Regions from separate parts of the Mus musculus genome. Here all the other regions are linked to region 2. The links are chromatin contacts, called in public promoter capture Hi-C maps. All regions are on one chromosome and are shown on one strand. Each heading gives the region's core, a stretch centred on a gene start, on an enhancer-like site or on the middle of the called end of the contact. The rest is flanking DNA. Distances are from core to core; before and after follow the strand shown. Region 1 holds the start of Meioc (meiosis specific with coiled-coil domain). Region 2 holds the start of Cd300lg (CD300 molecule like family member G). Region 3 holds the start of Fzd2 (frizzled class receptor 2).

The links. Promoter capture Hi-C pulls out the DNA fragments that hold promoters and counts their contacts.
Region 1: a contact with region 2 is called in a promoter capture Hi-C map of embryonic stem cells, with 2.7 times the contacts expected there. The contact joins the promoter of Meioc here to the promoter of Cd300lg in region 2. A contact is called at or near these places in 9 of 39 promoter capture datasets (3T3-L1-derived adipocytes, the C10 cell line, the HPC-7 cell line and 6 more) and 1 of 9 other capture datasets (liver).
Region 3: a contact with region 2 is called in a promoter capture Hi-C map of the HPC-7 cell line. The contact joins the promoter of Fzd2 here to the promoter of Cd300lg in region 2. A contact is called at or near these places in 3 of 39 promoter capture datasets (the HPC-7 cell line, HPC-7-derived erythroid cells, liver and 1 more) and 1 of 9 other capture datasets (embryonic stem cells).

The regions. Positions count from the first base shown.
Region 1 is chr11:102,664,043-102,668,359 of GRCm38.p6, reverse strand. It overlaps Meioc (meiosis specific with coiled-coil domain), which reads right to left and starts at 2,775. Exons shown (of 8, transcript NM_001127576.2): 1 at 2,530-2,775; 2 at 1,875-2,024; 3 at 1-58. The coding sequence starts at 2,595.
Region 2 is chr11:102,040,106-102,044,129 of GRCm38.p6, reverse strand. Cd300lg (CD300 molecule like family member G) reads right to left here and starts at 2,619. Exons shown (of 7, transcript NM_027987.3): 1 at 2,497-2,619; 2 at 826-1,158. The coding sequence starts at 2,539.
Region 3 is chr11:102,603,053-102,607,504 of GRCm38.p6, reverse strand. Fzd2 (frizzled class receptor 2) reads right to left here and starts at 3,074. Exons shown (of 1, transcript NM_020510.2): 1 at 1-3,074. The coding sequence starts at 2,773. The coding sequence ends at 1,061.

The sequences.
Region 1 (4,317 bases), core at 1,526-4,025, 620 kb before region 2:
ACTCTGTTGATGAGGAGAGTGGAGTGCAGGTCTGCCTTAGGTCTACATTGTCTTCGTTCTAAAATTTTAAAGAAATATTTCCACATTAGAGATCAAATTTTCATTTATTACAGAGTACTAGCAAAATAGTAAGAAAACATAATAATGCAGGTGTTAGAAGTTGGGATAGCTACTCAAGAACTCTGTCAAAAGCTGGAATACAAACATCTGTGGGGCATTACAAATAGGCTGCAATTCCTCAGCTCTGTTCCAGCACTAATGCTGAAGCAACTATGACAATATATAAACAAATGAACATGATAGATATAATAAGTTATTATTCCTATGAGTTGTTATAACTAAAAATATATCAATATCGATGACCTGCTTAAAAATTTTCAAACAGAATTTGCAGGGGGCAAGAGAGATAGCTGAGCAGGAAGAGTACTTGCTGCTCTTGGGAGAATACCCAGGTTCAACTCTCAGCATCCAAATGACGGCTTTCAACAATCTGTAACTGCAGTTCTAGAAATACTGCCTCATTTGTCCTTTACAGGCAAGCACATGGTGTACATAAAGCATGCAGGTAAAACACTCATACACATTCTTAAAAACTTTATTCTATGCCTAATTTTTAAAAATTTTGTCTTGCCAGGCCTGGAGGCGCACACCTTTAATCCCAGCACTTAGGAGGCAGGCAGATCTCTGAGTTGGAGGCCACCCTGGTCTACAGAGTCAATTCCAGGAGAGTTAGGGTGACACCAGAGAAATAAAACTGTGCTTTGAGAAGCCAGAACAAACAAACAAAACAAAACCCAAAACCAAAGTTTTAGTGAGGTAAACAGCACGTAATTAAAGACACTGTAAAGAAAATTAAAGGTATAAAAAAATTTACCTTTAAAATTGCAAGTATGTTTGAAATTAAAAACTAAAAGGCATTACAATACATGCTTAAAATAAAACAATATTTAGTCTTGCTAAATAACTTTCTTACTTGCTAAATTAATTTTTACATTACTGACATGTTATATACTAAGGACAGAAAGGGAATGAGCCAATGAAAAAAGTCTTTTCTTGGAGGGCTGGAGAGGTTAAGAGCACTGGCTGCTCTTCTGAAGGATCAACGATCAATGGCAGCTTGCAACGCCGGCAAAACTACCATACATATACAAAAAAATAAATTATTGTTTTCGTTTTCTCAAGACAGGGTTTCTCTGTGTAGCCCTGGCTGTCCTTGAATTCACTTTGTAGACCAGGCTGGCTTCGAACTCAAGAGATCTGCCTGCCTCTGCCTCCCGAGTGCTGGAATTACAGGTGTGCACCAACACTGCCTGGCTTAAATTTCTTTTTTAAATTAAAAAAAAATTTTCCCCATGTCCAAAACCAAGTGTGTACTGTGCAAACTCTAAAATATTCTCCTCTGGACCAGTCGGTTGGGCGGCAGGGTGCTTGCTGCTGATCCTGAGGACCTGAGTTCAATCCTGAGGACCTGAGTTCAATCCCTAGGACCCACGTGGTGGACGCTGAGAACTGAAAAGTTCTCCAACCTCCATCTGTTGTCATGCCACGTCTCTGTGGCCCCTCCACCATAAAACCACCATAAAATAAACACATATATACATATATATGTATATATAATTTAAAAAATTTTGGTGTCTATACAGAACTTAATAATAATAATAGTAAAAGAAGCCCGTTTTCCCCAGCTTCTAATTCTGACTGGAGTTTTTTTTAACATGTATGGGACTGGAGCTGAAGGTCCTGGGTTTGCGTTTGGTGGTGGGGAAACTACAAAGGGAGCGGGGTGGGGAGAGGATTGGGGGGCGGGGTGGGGAGAGGGTTGGGGGGGGAGGGCTGGGGGGAGGACGAGCAAAGTCTTGAATTTGTTAATGGACCTGAGACTTGTAGCAATCATAGAAGGGCGCCGAGCCGGTCAGCATCATGCTGTTGAAGACGTCGGATAATCTATTGCTGGTGTCGACGCTGAGGTTCCAGCACCGATTCGCGCTTCCACGGAACGCCGCCGCGGCCGCCGCCACCTTCGGCTGCTCGGAAACGGGGGAAAAGCCGGGTGGTCACGGAGCGCCGCGCAGCTGGGGCTGTAGCCTGGGCCGTCTAACTGCAGATCCTTAGGGGACACTAACTCGGGCCCCCCAACCCCGCTCCCTCGTTTCCTCTTCAAGCCCTCCTCCCCACCCCGTCACTGCGCCTCAGCTCTGAGACGCGCGACGGCGGCGGCAGCGGCCCTCGACGGCCCTGACAGACGCCTCCGCGCCATTGCGACTGGCTGACCGAGGTGGCGCCTCCGCTCTGAAGCCTCTGGGAGGTCAACCCTCGCCCAGACTCGCGACTTCGCAACCCTCCCCCACTCGCGACTCGGCCCGACGACATGTTGGGGCTCCCCCACCCGCGACCCGTAATCTCCCGTGTCGCCACCCCGCCACCACCCGGGCCTCCTTAAAGAAGAAGCACGCTGAGGGACGCGCCTTCTCCTCAGCGTCTCTCCCGGGGGCTGCCATCCTCGAAGTCCCCCCGACCCCCGCCAGTTACCTCAGGTCCCTCCCTCAGGCCTTGGGGGTGACGGGGCCGGCAGGTGTCTCCGCCGCTCACCTCCATGGGGGCCCCCCAGCTCCTCCTGAGCTAGTTAACAGCTCCCGGGGTACGGGGGTGAGGGAGGACGTCGAGGCCCAGCTCCCTCAGCCCGCACCCCACCGCTACCGCTGCCGCAGCCGCCGTCGGCGCTGCCAGGAGCCGCTCTGTGGGTGGGGGGCCGAGCCGAGACGGTGCGACGAAGAGGCCGTTACATTGCTCCCCGCGCCTCGCGACTAGGCACCGGCCGCCGGCGCCCCGCCCACGCCCACGCCCAGGAGGCCCCTCATCTCGCACCCCTCATTGGCCCGCGGCCCAGCCAATGGGCGACCGCCTCCAGGGTCTGTTGCCCCCCCAGAGACAAGACTAAGAAGGAGCAGTTAGCCGACTTCGCCCTAGGCTTGCTCTCAGGCCAGGGCTGAAGATGTTTCCCGCTCAAAGGAAGCTCGCTCGGGATTGGCCAGAACGGACGAGCACAGGCCCGCTGATTGGCTGATGGGAGGCGCGCGCGCCTACTGGCTTGGTAGCGGTGGTTGGGAGATTAGAGAAATCGCACAGCAACAGGCCGATGACCCGAAAGCCCTCCGCCCGGCACCCGAGGGCACCCGAGGCCAACATCTTCGTTTTGGGTCTTGTTCTCCGCCCCTAGTTCCCAGAACTCTACAGAGCCGCCAGCCCAGTAGACTGTTGTAGCCTTTTTCAGAGGGCAAAGAAACGAAACCCTTGTAGAGCTTAAATGGTGAGAGCTGTCCGCTGTCCTGGGACCAGGTTTCCTTTAGGGTGAAGGTGTTTTGACTATTAAATATGAATATGACTTTTCAAGGAAACTTCACCCTGAATTTTTGTTTGTTTTGTTTTGAGTTTGTTGTTGTTATTTAGCTAGTAATAGTAATTTAGCTAAAAATAGTTTGCTGTTTTCTAGCTATTCCGGCGACCTTACGAGATGATGACATAGTCTGATTAGGGTCTTAGAAAAATGCAAAGTCCTCAAAAATGTGTGTATGCGCGAGCACGGAGAAGGGGGGCACTGAAATTTTAAAGGAGTAAACACAGGCGTTTTAAGGGTGTTTGCACTTCAAATCAAAATTTGAGACGCACCGGATTAATCATTTAGCTCGGGCACTAATGAGGTAGATTAGGGGGATGAGTTTACTGGCCCACGCAGACCTGACGGTTTTTTCAGATGCATAACCATCTATAACTCAAGATGGGGAATGACAGAGGAAATACACCATATCAAACTCTGGCTTCCAACACAGACACAAATGGGCAAGTACGTGCGCATGGGCACACACACACAAACTTTAAAAAAGAGATTTGGTGTTGGGGTGATAGTAAATTACTTGCCGTCAAGTATGAGAACCTAAGTCTCATCTTCAAAACCGATGGCAAAAAAAATCCCAGGTGTGATAAATGTGTAATCCCAGCGCTTGGGAGGTCCAGTTGGATCACGGGGCCTCACTGGCCGACCAGTGTACCTCCTCAGCAAGGACCTATCTCCAAAGACAAGGTGGGGGACAGTGAGATGGCTCAATAGGTAAAAGCAAGACTGATGGTTGAGTTTGAGCCATCATGCAATGTGAGAATCAACTCCACCAAGTTGTCTGCTGGTCTCCCCATGTGTTCTGTATTGCATCTACTTCCATACACATATATATCCTAATGATAAACATGATAAACACATATATGCCCATATAATAGATTAAAAAAAATTTTGTTGTTGTTTAGAGAGTCTTTACATAGCCCTTG
Region 2 (4,024 bases), core at 1,370-3,869:
ATCTCACACGTTCCAAGCTAATGGGCTCTCGTGAGGCTTTGATATTGCTGTTACTGTCCAGTTCGAATTGTCACAGAGACCCACTGGTGACAGAGACCCACTGGTGACTGGGTCCTGGCTCCTGGGCCCATCTTCTGAACAGAGATAAAGGTGGCATCGATCCGTGTTTGAATCATGCCCACTCTGCTTCCTGTCTCAACCTTAGGCCAGAAGCTGAGCATCTCGGAATTTCTGTGTCCCATTTGTGAAGTGGTCATTCAGAGAGCTACCTAGCCCTCACAGACCAGAGACTGGGCTGCCTGTACTCTGGCCTCCTCTCGTCTTTTCCCTGGGTTCCCCCAGGATATAAAACGTGGAAGCAGTGTGCAGAGGCTATCAGCATGGTGAGGCCAGTGCATGGTTAGGGGTCACTGTGGGCCGGGCCTGGGGTGCAGCCATAGCTGGCCTGACCTCAGGAGGCTATGGGTATATTTGTGACACAGGGGACGTGCAGGTACTTCTTTGTCCCCTGCGATGGTCATCTTGTCCCCATCCCATGGTAGTCTCCCCTAACATGTCTAGGCCAAGAATGACAAGGATAGCTCCTAACAGGCAGACTTGCCAGTGCAGAGGCACACTGCGGCTTCCTCTCTAAGTTGTCCCCAGTGCTCAGCAGAGTGTCCCTCCCCACGTCCTGGAGAGGCCTGGTGAGATTGGTACCAAGACTGCCCCCTTCTGTAATGGGGACACTGAAGCCATGGCTCAGATGCTCTCACCCATCCTAGTCTCCTCTACATCCCCCCCCCCCCCCCCCCCGCAACCCAGGTAGGGGGAGGAGTCCATTACCTGGAAAGACAATGAGTGTAACCTCAAAAGACTCATCGCGGCCCAGTCTGTCAATCCCACACCAGTACTTCCCTGAATCCTTCAGGGTAAGGTCCCTCATGATCACGGTCATCGAGAGCTCTTGGGGACTGTCTCGGATGGACATCCTGCCTCGAGTCACCTCCTGGTCCTGATTTGCGTAGACAATGTCACCGCAGCGTGACACCAGGATGCCACCCTGCCGGCACCAATACTTCCTGTGCTCCTTCATCTTCTCCACGTAGGTACACCGCAGGGACACGGTGTCACCTTCAAATCCACTGATCTCCTTTGGACCCTTCAGGGCTTCATAACCTGAAAATGCAGCGTGAAAGGAGATGGGATTTCCACGGATCCAAGTACCAGGCCGAGAGCAGAAGTTCCCATTTCATGGGGATGAAGGGAGGCGTTCTTGTTAGAACATCTTGGGCAAACCATAGACCCCCAGGGTTCTCCCTTCCTCTGGGGAACCTTAGAACAAACATGTTATTTGAGAGACACAAGTCAGGCTGGCCAGATGGCTCGAGGGGTAGAGGAGCTTGCGGCTAAGCCTGACAACCTGAGTTCGATCCTCAGGAAGGAGAGAATAGATTCCCAAACGTTGTACACGGACCTTCCTCACATGTACTACAGCATTCATGGACTAATGTGTGCTCATATATGCACACACACACACATGATAAACACATGTAACAAAACCCTTAAAAACAGTGTGAGTTAATGTTATATATTTTTAAGGGAAAACCAAGCAAACATGGCCAACTGAGCAACTGATGTCAGTTACAAGATGTGATGTCTGTCAGTTACAAGATGCGATGTTAGTTATAAGATGTGTCCTGATGAACCCAGCCTGGGGGGGGGGTGCTCTTGATTCAGTTACTTGGAATCAGAGCAAGTTCAAGGCCAGTCTGTCTGAAGCATAAAATGGAGAGAAGGCTAGGGATATAGCTTAGTGGCAAAGCACTCATTTAGCATGCTCCGGGGCCTGGGTTCCACCCCTCCCCCAAGCATTGCCAAGGAGAAAGAAAGGATAAAAAAATTACAAAAGTAAAGAAAGCTTTGCTCCCTGTGGGTGACAGTGTGGTTACTTACTGTCCAGCCCTTTGCCCTCTTGCAATGAACGCACATTTTATAAATATGTATATGTATGTATATGTGTGTGTATGTATATGTGTATATGCGTATGTATGTATGTGTGTATACATATATATTATATACATGCATATACCACACATACTCTCTTTCTCACACACACACATACACAGACACACACATACTAACAATAATAAAATTAAAAAGTAAAGCAAGAAAAAAATGAAAGCAAAGAAAGAAAAAGCAAACTTAGTAGGTATTCAACCAAGTTAGCTGAGCTAACAGGGTAAGTGGATGTATGCTTGCTGCCCTGTGGTCAGAGAGGTTCTGCAGAGCCAGGGAACCCAAGGGAGAAAGACCCTGGGCTCAAGGTGCAAGAGCAGCAAGTGCTGAGCTCAGGGCTGCTGGGCTGCAGATGGGTTGTGAAATAGGGATGTATTCCACCCCACCCCACCCCACCTCCTCATGGTGTGGAGGGAAGGCATAACCACAGACCACAAGAGCGTGCTCAGGCCTGCATCTGTAAGCCCCTCCATCCCAGCCACCTCTGACCCCTCTCACCTGGGAGCACCAGGCAGCCCCATAGCAGGACCAGAGGCCTCATGGTGGGTGCTGGACACTGCAGTTGCCTGCAATTGGGAGCTCTTCTGAGCTTTAGCTTCTGCCGGGCTGGAGCCAGGAAGGGAGGGGTGGGGGGCGGGCCATCGAGCTCAGCTCCGCCTTGGAGGGCCTTCTGCTTTTTCCTTTACTCTTTTCCCCCTTCTACCCAGTGCCAGTTACCACAGGTTGCAGACCCACCCAATCTCCAGCCCCTACTTAGCCTTAATCTGTGATTTGCCTGTGTAATTCATCATGGCCTTTGGGAACCTCTGATATATTGTTTTTCCTTTTGCACATGCCTTTAATCCCAGAGCTTAGGAGGCAGAGGCAGGTGGATTTCTGAGTTCGAGGCCAGCCTGGTCTTCAGAGTGAGTTCCAGGCTATACGGAGAAACCCTGTCTCAAAATAAATAAATAAATAAATAAATAATTCTCAGAGGTGTGCATAACTTGACACTGCTACTATAAGAATCACAAACCCTGGAACAACCAGTCATTGCTGATATCCCCAAATACTTCACTATTTGGGAAATTATTAGTTTTTTGACCTGCCCCTGGATCTGAGTATTAAAGTACTAAATATGGAAGCTTATTTGTTAATTAGTAAATCACTGATAATATATTTTAAACTATATCCCTATTTTTAGCATCTTAATTTAAGCTTATTATTTTCATTGTATTTATTTTTCATGTGCATGGATGGTTTGCCTGCGTGTCTGTGCACCCTGTGTACGCAGTTCTCACAGAGGCCAGAAGAGGGCACTGGATCTCCTGAGGCTGAAGTTACAGATGGCTATGAGCCACCATGCGAGTGCTGGGAATAGAACCAGGGTCCTGGAAAAACAACCTGTGTTCTTAACCGCTGAGCCACCTCTCCAACACTCTATTTTTAGTTTATTAAAAATTTAAAATTATATTTTCAGAAAGCAACTTTATAGAGTCCACCTTCAACATTTTCATAGAGTCCAGGAATCCAGCTGAGAATATCAGGCTTGTAAAGGCCATCTTGTCGGCCCTTCTTTATTTTAAACACGTGAACTTGTTTCATATGCATATGAGCCATTATTTTGGGGTGTGGGAGATCTGTAAGCTTCTTCTCTTCACACTGCTGAAGTGTGAAGGGTAAAAAATTTAAAGACCAATTATATAGCCCTTCTGATCAGCATCCCATTGTCTGGGATGCAGTACCGTCATTGGCCACAGGGCGGCGGCTTCAGCAGGGCTGAGCTGAGCTCTGCGGGAGCTTTGGGTCAGCTGCTTTGAAAGGCGGGTCCCCTGAACCGAGCGCTTTGTCTTGCTGGACACTTGCAAAAGTTAATCAGTGGCTTGTTTCCCCTTTGCAGACTTGCTTATTGCTTCAAGGGAACAGAACAAACGCACGCTAGAGGGAGCTCTGAGCCATTTTCCAAAATAGCTGTCTTTCAGGCTTTCAAAGTCAGTATGACATCTAAGCAAATATTTATATTATACAGATAAGTAAGAACGGAGGG
Region 3 (4,452 bases), core at 1,825-4,324, 560 kb before region 2:
ACCCGAACAAAAACCCACACATAACACACAACCCAATCCTACAAACAGCTAACCTGGATCCCACCGCGGAAGAGCAGCCTACCGGGAGAGAAGGGAACGGAAGCGCCAAAGATCCCAGGGTTTGCCAACACAGAGGCTAGCGGTACCCCCAAAACCCAGGGAAAGGAGGTCATTCTTAAAGTGGTGTGTGCACTGGGGGGGATGTCAAGACACACTACACAAAGCGTTTTGTTGCCCATTCTCTGCGCGTGGGCCAGAGCTGAAACCACAGAAGGATCTCCGTGCCCACGGGGAGTGGGCTGGGGGGGTGGTGGGGGGTGGAGGCCATTCCTCCCCACATCTCCGCCCTCTCCCTAAAAGCGCTATGTTTTTTTCCACGTCTACATCTGGATTGGGAGGTTTCCAGATACTGAGCGAGCGGGGGAGACAGAACAAATGAGGAGGGAGAAAGAGGGGGATGGGGGGTGTGGAGCGAGGAGAAAGGGAAATAAAACAAAAACGAATCCAAGTCTTGTTAAAAAAAATATCCAACAGCTTCCACAGGCCCCTCGTCGGTGAGGAGGCTTGCAAATTTAGCTTTTATAGAAGTTGAGTGGAACTAACTCCCAACTCCTTTAAGCCAACAAAAATAGCGAGCAGGCTAGGTGCCTCTCCCAGCAGGCCCAGCCCTGCCAAATCACTAAAAAAAAATTCGAACCAGAGCACAGGGCAGCTTTTAAAAGGGCACTTAGAAAAGTCGAGACCTCCTCCCCCACCCCCACACCACTCTTCAGCCCTGGTGTCTTCGATTTTTTTTTCTTTTTTCTTTTAAATAGAAAATATATAATTAAATTTACAAAGACTATTTACAGTTTTAATTACAAACCTGGTAGGGGGGTGTTGGGCAGAGTTCTTTTTAAAAAGCGACCTAAAAATAAAATGGTTTTTTTTTTACCGTTCTTTATTTAAAAAAATAAAATAGGAGTCCGTAGGGTGCACCCTCCCCCCTCCTGAGTGAAGGAGGGCACGGTGCAGTCCGGACCTGGGAGAGGGGAAAGCCCGGCAGGCAGGCGAGACCGCTTCACACAGTGGTCTCGCCATGCCGGCTGTTGGTGAGACGAGTGTAGAACTTCCTCCACGAGTGCAGTGTCTTGCCGGACCAGATCCAGAAGCCCGACGTGATGCCCACGATGAGCGTCATGAGGTATTTGATCATGTAGACTGTGAAGTCGGGCGACATGCGGGGCGTGTAGTGGGCCGGGCAGGGGATGGCTAGGCTCTTGCAGTGCTGGCTTACCCAGGAGCGCTCCCAGTGCTCGCGGAAGGCCTGCTCATAGAAGTAGCAGGCGATGACGATGGTGGCCGGTACCGTGTAGAGCACCGAGAAGACGCCAATGCGCACCATGAGCCTCTCCAGCTTCTCCGTCTTGGTGCCGTCGTGCTTCATGATGGTGCGGATGCGGAAGAGTGACACGAAGCCGGCCAGCAGGAAGGATGTACCGATGAACAGGTATACGAAGAGCGGCGCCAGCACGAAGCCCCGCAGCGGGTCCAGGCTATTGAGGCCCACGAAGCACACGCCGCTCAGCAGGTCGCCGTCGATCTGGCCCATGGCCAAGATGGTGATGGTTTTGACGGCCGGCACGGCCCAGGCGGCCAGGTGGAAGTACTGCGAATTGGCCTCGATGGCCTCGTGGCCCCACTTCATTCCGGCTGCCAGGAACCAGGTGAGGGACAGAATCACCCACCAGATGGAGCTGGCCATGCTGAAGAAGTAGAGCATCATGAAGAGTATAGTGCAGCCTTCTTTCTTAGTGCCCTGCACCACCGTGCGATAACCGTCCTCTGAGAAGCGCTCATTGCATACCACGCGCTCCTGGAGAACGAAGCCCGCAATGTAGGCCACTGACACCATGGTGTAGCAGCCGGACAGAAAGATGATGGGCCGCTCTGGGTAGCGAAATCGCTGCATGTCCACTAAATAGGTGGTGACCGTGAAGAAAGTGGAAGCGCAGCACAACACCGACCATGTGAGGATCCAGAGACGGGCAAAACGAGTCTCCTCTTGCGAGAAGAACATAGAGCCGTCGGGCCGTGCGGGCTCGCAGGGCGCGGCACAATCGCGCTCACCCAGAAACTTATAGCTGAGATAGGACGGCACCTTGAGGACGCGGGGACAGTGGAAAGGGTGCTCCAGAGTGGCGTAACGCGGTGGCGAGCCACCACCGCCAGGGCCGCCCGGGGTGCCACCCGCGCCGGGCTGCAGCCCAGAAGGTGGCGCGGTGGTGAGTAGCGCAGGAGCTCCGTCCTCCGAGTGGTTCTGGCCCACGCAGATCTGCTCCGCGCCGTGACGCGGGAAATGCTCGCAGCGGAGGCGCTCGGGCCATTGGAAGCCGAACTTGTTCATGAGCGCCTCGCAGCCTTGGCGCGCGCGCTCGCAGATGGAGCGGCACGGCGGGATGGCCTGCTCCAGCACTGTGCACACCGGCGCGTACATGGAGCACAGGAAGAAGCGCAGCTCGGGCGAGCACTGCACCTTCACCAGCGGGTAGAACTGATGCACCTCCAGGCCCGCGTCTTCCTGGTTCGTGTGGCCAAGAAGGTTGGGCATGATGGTCTGGTTGTAGGCGATGTCCGTGCACAGCGGGATGGAGATGGGCTGGCAGAAGCCGTGGTCCGGGATGGAGATGCCCTTCTCCCCGTGGAACTGGGCCGGTCCGGCGGCCGGCAGCAGCAGCAGTGGCAGCAGCAGGCGGGGCAGGGCGCTGCGGGGCAGGGCGCTGCGGGCCCGCATGCTGGCCGCCGCCCCCCACTCGGCTCCTGGGCGCCCCCCAGCCCCCGCCCCCAACCCAGAGACCGCGCGCCTTCCCCGCTGCCGCCTAGCTGCCCGGCCGCCTCCCGCGTCTCCTTGCAAACTTTGCTCGCGGCCGCAGAGTTGGGGAGATTGGGCGGCGGGGGAGGGGGCGGCGCACCCGCCTGCTGGCTCGCCGCGGTCGGACTGAGGGTCGGAGACGCGGCGCACCGCTGCCCTAGCTCCTCTTCCTCCTCTAGCCTCTGGGCTTCCCCTCTCCCCACCCTCCTCTACCCAGCGACTCCTTTGTGCCTCCTTCAGCCCTCACCTCGGCCTCTCCGATCCCAATTAGTCGGTTTCAAGGGGGCCCCCACTGGCGGCCCCGCCCTCTCCTCAGCCCCCCCTCAAAAGGGATCCTTGAAACCGCCCCGTCGAGCTTTGCACCATCCCAAAATGTGCTCTCGGCCAATCAGATTTAAACTGGAGGACCAGCCCCAAGGGCTGGATTGGTCGACCACAACATAATGAGATCAGAAACCAGATGCCAAGAAAACTCTACCCCCCTCCTTCTGCTTTTTTAAAGAGACAAGCTATTATTATATTAGGAGCTGTTTGCTCAGTCCGTGATTGCTTCGGAGTCGCCCAGGAAAGATCCGGAGACACGTTTTCTCAAAGTGGCATCCGACCCAGACAACTCTAGCCTAATCTGTGGCCCTAGAGCCCAAACCCTCTGAGGTACAAGAGCTCTTTGCTCCTGCCCCTGCTCACCGCCCCCTCCCCCCTTTTCAGTACCATTTATAAAACCAAGTGAAAAATCCCGTTTAAAAAAATATATACAGAGAGAGAGAGAGAAATATGTATGTTTTTAAAGCACGTTAGCGAATAGCTTGCAAAGACGTCTCTCAATCCCTCTCAGAGAGTCGAGGTAAAAGTGTCACTTCACCCTAAACAAGGACTCCTAGAAGTTTTCCTCGCCCCTCCCCCTACACACACCCAAAAGTAACCCTCTGAAAAACGAGAGCCTGTCTCTTTAAGAGGCTCTTAAAGGGGCCGGGACTCCGGGGTGTAATTGCCCCATAGCGAGCACAAAGGAGCCCATTATGGTTCTTTGTGTTTAGTGGCACCTCAAAGTGAGAAAATTCAGGAACTCAGAGGCCAGGCTGCGGGGCTGGGGCGGGGGTTGGGGGGTGAAGTGAAGGAGAAAGGCCCGGAGCTGAGGATTCAATCCACCCCCTTTCCGAGGAAAATCTTAATTATGCAAAGTAAAGTTTAGTTGCCATAAGGAGGAGGTCTTAATCGAAAGTTAATGGCTGGGGGGGTGGGGTGGCGGGGGTGATGGGCAGTTTTGAGTAAAGAAACGACTCTCTTAGGTCTGACGAACGTTTTGGGGAATTTGCCTTCTCCCTCCCAATCCTTGCTCCGCCTCCTAAAAGCTTCCAGATTTGATCTCCTGGGAGAAAAGGGAGTTTTACCCAAACTTTAAGTGATTCCACACCAGAAAGATGGTGTGTACGGCTGGAGAGAGGGAGGAAGGCTGGGGTTGTAGTACAGAATTTCTCCTCTCACTTCTCACCTGGCTGAGGGGTGAGGTGGCCCGAAGAAATGCCCCCCACCCCCAACTCCCTTCACACTAGGATTGTAACTTTGAGGTCTGGAGAGGGAAGGGAATTTGCATGGAAATC